Linked DNA regions of Mus musculus: region 2 is linked to region 1. Evidence: chromatin contacts called from public HiChIP or PLAC-seq data. All regions are on one chromosome and are shown on one strand. Each heading gives the region's core, a stretch centred on a gene start, on an enhancer-like site or on the middle of the called end of the contact. The rest is flanking DNA. Distances are from core to core; before and after follow the strand shown.

The links. HiChIP or PLAC-seq counts read pairs in DNA pulled down with a chosen protein or histone mark.
Region 2: a contact with region 1 is called in an H3K27ac HiChIP or PLAC-seq map of hepatocytes, with 4 times the contacts expected there. The contact joins two enhancer-like sites. A contact is called at or near these places in 5 of 484 Hi-C or Micro-C datasets (liver and reprogramming fibroblasts), 7 of 115 datasets of contacts at active chromatin or transcription factors (differentiating embryonic stem cells, embryonic stem cells, fibro-adipogenic progenitors and 3 more) and 1 of 9 other capture datasets (embryonic stem cells).

What each region holds. Positions count from the first base shown.
Region 1 is chr2:72,751,349-72,754,159 of GRCm38.p6, reverse strand. The region is part of intron 4 of 6430710C18Rik (RIKEN cDNA 6430710C18 gene); the gene reads left to right. Among named protein-coding and RNA genes, the nearest start is that of Gm46747, 10 kb to the left of the region's middle. Within about 2 kb of position 1,384, at least 47 of the 459 cell types and tissues checked have an H3K27ac peak or open chromatin away from gene starts, as enhancers often do. A contact at or near this core is called in hepatocytes, where this site is marked.
Region 2 is chr2:72,902,135-72,904,834 of GRCm38.p6, reverse strand. No RefSeq gene overlaps it. Among named protein-coding and RNA genes, the nearest start is that of Gm39849, 42 kb to the right of the region's middle. Within about 2 kb of position 1,289, at least 9 of the 459 cell types and tissues checked have an H3K27ac peak or open chromatin away from gene starts, as enhancers often do. A contact at or near this core is called in hepatocytes, where this site is marked.

The DNA of each region.
Region 1 (2,811 bases), core at 135-2,634:
CAGGTACAGACACTTGCTGCCAAGTCTGATGACCTGAGTTCTGTCGCTGGGGCTGACAAGGTGGAGGGAGAGAACCCGCTGCAGCAAGCAGTCCTCTGACCTCTGTACTTTCTCTGTGTCACCTAAGCACACCCTTCCCAAATAAGTGAAGTGATAAAAAACATAAGGCCTCATCCTTTGGACCAGAGTCCAGTATGATAAGAAGCCTTCTCAAGAAGGCTACGTCTGTGCAATACTAGGAGAAAGGGCCATGCATAGCTACCCGTGTGGTGTGGCTTGTTTATTCTGAAGAGTTTTGAAGGGGAAAAAAAATCTATTCTATCACCATTATGTTCAGAATTATTTATTTTTCAATTACAAAATAATGACAATAAAAATACCACATCAACTAGCTGTTCCTAGCATATGCACTTAAAGGAGAGACATGGCGGCAAAGGTGGGGTGCTAAGCATGAAAATGAGCACCCCTTGAACCTTGACTGAGCTCCACAGGTTCACAAAGTAACAAATTCTTTAGCAATAGGCACACTGCATCTGTCCCGGCCAGTTTTACATCAGTTTGAAACTGTATAGAGACATCTGAAAGGAGGGAACCTCGATTGAGAAAATGTCTCCATAAGGTCAGGCTGTGGGTCAGACTGTAGAGCATTTTCTAAATTAGTGATTGGTAGGGGAAGGCCCAGCCCATTGTGGGTGGTGCCACCTTTGGGCTTTTAGTCCTGGATTCTATAAGAAAGCAAGCTGAGCAAGCCAGGCAGAGCAAGTCAGTAAGCAGCACCCATCTATGGCTTTTGCTTCAGCTCTTGCCTCTTGCTTGAGTTCCTGTCCTGGCTTCCTTCATTGATAGACTACAATGTGGAAATGTGAGCCAAATAAGCCCTCTCCTCTCTAATTTGTTTTTTGATCATGGTGTTTCGTTGTACCATGTTTTATATTGAAAAGCGTTTAAATTAGAGCATCTCTCCATCCATTAATCGCAGTGTGTGTGTTATATACCCCAAACAGTCTTATCAAGATGTCCCTGCTTTCGTTGGCATATCTGCAGCAGCCAGGGCTTGCTATTCCTTCTCATAAAGGCTCACTACATTTTACCACACAGAAGTAATTTGATAGTGTTGGTGATTCCAGGAATTGAGATTTCATGAGAAATTGTTGGCAAGGGGCCTTTTGCTTTCTGGGATGTTTGCCAGGAAGTTTATCTGTGTCTGTCTTCACAGACTTTGTTGACAATCGCCTTCTTAGCAGGTGACAGGTGTGACCTTTGATCCCTACCTTTCATCGCATTTATTTTAAAACTCCTTATCTTATCCATGACCCTGCAGTAAACTTCAAACAGGTCTGACTGCAAGGAGTAAGCTTTGGCTGGAACCTGTCAGCTGGGCTTACTGGACCAGGTGCTGCCTACACTATGTATTGTCTTCTCAGAAACCCCAGGGAAATGGGCTGTGGCCTCTTCCTGAGTACAGGGATGTGAACAGGAAGTAGATCTCTCTCCTTGAGAACGGCAAAGGCCCATGAGTTTAGACTGGAAATCCACTGCTTTCCCCGCTGAGCAATCTTGGCAGGAGTTTTGTGGAGTCAGGGCAGAGTGACGGCAAGGATGGAAACAGGTCCTCTCTTTTGATTCTCCGTGAGTTTGAACCAGACTCTCTGCTCTGGTCTGAATCCTTTCTTTTTAAAAGGCAGAAAAGATAGCTATCTTAGTGGTTGTAGAGACTCAAAGGCCCTTAAAGACTATAATCTCTGTTAATGTGGAGTAAAATACTGAGCTGATATAGCATAGTGTCCCAGATGGAGTCAAAACCATAACTACAAACTGGAATCAGGGGTGTTCAGGCATTCTCAATGCACCCCATACGCTCTCTCTGGGTGCCCAGCCCTCCACAGGCAAAGGCTACTTCTCACAGAGATAGTGGGGTCTGGGATCCAGAGGCAGAAGGTTCGTTTGGAGGCTGACTTCACCACTCAAGAACTTTGTGAGCTTGTACAATACTTAACATTTTTCTACAGCAGATCCTTCACCTCTATCAAAAAGAGTATAATCTGACACGTGGTGACATATACCTACAGTCCTAGTTAGTACTCAGGAACCTGGGGGATGGGGGGGGCGGGGGGGGTGGATTTTGAGTTTGAGGCCAGCCTGAGCTTCACCATGAAACTGTCTCAAACAACAAAATCCCTATAAAACCAAATCCTGGGTATTGTATGAGTCCCAAAAGATGTTAGCTATTAAGTGCTTAGAACAGAGCCTAATACTCACCACGCAGCAAGCTGGCATTGCCTTTTCTTCTTCCATGATTGCTACTGACTGGTGGGGTGGGGTGGGGTGGGGTGGGGTGGGGTGGGGTGGGGTGGGATGGTCAGAGTTGGTGTGAACAAGGCTCATTTTACCTTACATTCTGGCTCTGTGAGTTCAGACTAGTCTTTTGTGTGTCTGTGCCTTCATTTCCTCCTCTGCCAAATGTAGTTAAAAATAGAACTGATCTCATAGGACTCTGTTGGCGATTTACTGAGGATCAATGGGAGACACCCTTAGCTGTTGCCTAATATTACCAGGATTTTGGTTGTGTTAAGTTAGGTCAGAGGGGAGGGGACTGGGAAGATGCCATCCTTTGAACCTCAGGGAATGGATAACACAGGCAGAGGACACAGGAATCATTTTGTTTTTTTAGACAAAGTGACAAAGACTGGAGAATAAACCTTCCCCACCATTGGAAGAACAAGGAGGGGCTTCTGTGTCTTAATACTGTACAGAATGCTCGGGTGGCGGGTGAAGCCAGAGGTCACAGCTGTGACCCGTGAATGGCTCTCT
Region 2 (2,700 bases), core at 40-2,539, 150 kb before region 1:
CAGCTGACAACAACATTCTTTTTTTTTTTTTAAGATTTATTTATTTATTCTATATATGTAATGTACACTGTAGCTGTCTTTAGATGCTCCAGAAGAGGGTCAGGTCTTGTTACGGATGGTTGCAAGCCACCATGTGAAGAACAGTTGGTGCTCTCCCCGCTGAGCCATCTCTCCAGCCCGACAAGCAACATTTTTTTTTGTTGTTGTTGTTTTCTTTTTTGTTTGTTTGTTTGTTGTTTTTTGAGACAGGGTTTTTCTGTGTAGCCCTGGCTGTCCTGGAACTCACTCTGTAGACCAGGCTGACCTCGAACTCAGAAATCTGCCTGCCTCTGCTTCCCAAGTGCTGTGATTAAAAGCCTTTGCCACCACGCCCAGCGACAAGCATCAATCTAAGAGAGGTGTGTATGTATATGTGACGTATAAAGGGCCATGAGTCTCGTGGCTCAGCATTACTGGGCTGCATACTTTTCCTTCATCTCACTAGACACTCTCCCACTGAAAACCCAGATTGCTACCCAACCTCCAGCCTTTCGGGCTCACAGGGCAGGGCAGAGCCTGAGAATTTTCATCACACAGGATATTGCTGCTGGTGGTCCAAGGCCCAGGAGGTGAGAGGCACTGCCTTAAACACTGCTGCTTCCTACCACCTCCCTCCCCATGTCCCAGCCTCACTTGTTAGAAACTAAAATTCATGAGTTACCACCTTAGTCGACCCTTCTAGGGGAGGGACCTGGACATAGTTTCATCAGCTAGCAGGATTCTTATCCTCGGGGCATTTAGAAAGGATCTCAGAATTATACAAAGCCCCACAGCCTGTGCGAGAGTAACGGATACCTTAGTTCAGAATTGTTAATGGGTTAGCTAGTAGTTGGGGGAAACAAAGTGAACGCAGACTGAAAAATGTTCTTTTGACTGAATATTGTTCTTTTCTCATTACACGGAACTTTCCTTTCTCTTTTTCAACCTAAATTAGCCTTTAGGACATTATTGCTGGCCTCTTGCTTACTTAGATAATGCGAAATGAAAGTTTAAACCTCTTAGTGGGTTTTGTTTTGGGCTCTAGAAGTGAACAGCAGGTCTATTCCATAAACTGAGAAAGATAAGCAGGACTGAGCAAAGTAGAAATTAATGATAAAAAATGGATTGGTCATTTTCCTGTTCATCCTTCTTTTCCTCCCCCCCCCCCCCCCCGCCCTCTGCTGTTTTCCCTTAAGGCCACTCAACAGCTCATTTATGGTTGGTTCGTTTGATAATGTGAGGCCTTGGCATCAGTGACCCCATTGTGACTTTTAGTCTCGTCTATTGGACCTTAGTACACAGAGCTCAGTCCAAAACAGTGACTCCTGAACTTGTTAACAAAACAGTATTTCTTGCGCGTGCCCGACTCGACCAGCAAGAACAACGCTGCAACAGGATCCTTCTGCACACGTTTATTGGGAGAGCTTGATTGCAGAGGCAAAGAGACCCCGAGCCCAGAACTGGTGCTGCTTAGGAGAGGCGTGTCTCACACCCGGATTGGTTATGCACTATGCCTCATTTGCATGTTCCTCATCTGATTGGCTACTCTCTCTCAGTACCTCACAGAACCTCATTAACATACCTCATTTGCATGCCTCACAACTGATTGGTTATATTCTCAGTACCTCATTAACATGCCCGGGCCAGGCAGTGACTTGGCAAAAAGCTTTACTGCATATGTACACATTGGTTGTTTGTCCAAACTTATGCGTGGTGGCCAGCAGTAGCCAGCGCCACTCTGCAACGGCACATGTGGCTTCCCACAAGTATTATAGAGCTTGCTCTTTTCAAATATATAAATGATCTCATCTTATTTCTAACCCTACTAAATAGATTATTTGAGGTCTGGAGAAGAATTTAAAATTGAAAAGCTAAATACAGACACCTCAGTATTTTCTGGTTTAAAATAGTACATGCTTTTGGGGCTTGCCTTCTAGGAATTTGGAAATGTTGGAATTTGGATCAATGTTCCAACTATGGAATCTATTTCTTTCTCAACCAGGATGTTTTTCTTCTGTAGAGGGATGGTTTGTGTCAAATCATCTGCAAGAAGGGGACTTCAGTTGAGATAATGCTTCCATAAGATCAGGCAGTAGGCAAGCATGCTGGGCTGACCAAGCCAGCTCAGCCAACTGGGACGAGGGAGGGAGTGAGGACTGAAAAGAGAAAGACGATTAGAGAACACTGTAACATGACTCCAACCTGTGCTGAAGCAGAAGCAGAAGCAGGTTTATTTTGTCCAGTCTGCTTTTATACTAAGGATGTGCAAAGAATAAGGTAAGAACTAGGTCAAGGAACAAACAAGGCAATAAACAAAAACAGTCAAGGAACAAACAAGGCAATGAACAAAGTCCTGTGGTATTCAGGGACTTATCAAGATAGTCAAGAACTTGAGCCTACTTCCTTGTCTTAGCCCAATGTCAAATTCTTGCCTGAGCCTACTTCCTTGTCCTGGCCCAATGTCAAGTTCTTGCCAAATTCCTAGAAGGCAGGTCCCAAAAGCTCTCCACGTTGAACATTTTCTAAATTCGTGATTGATGTGGGAGGGCTCAGCCCATGGTGGATGGTGCCATCCCTGGGCTGGTGGTCTTGGGTTCTATAAGAAAGCAGGCCGAGCAAGCCACGGAGAGCAAGCCAGTAAGTGGCACCCCTTCATGATATCTGCATCAGCCCCTGCCTCCA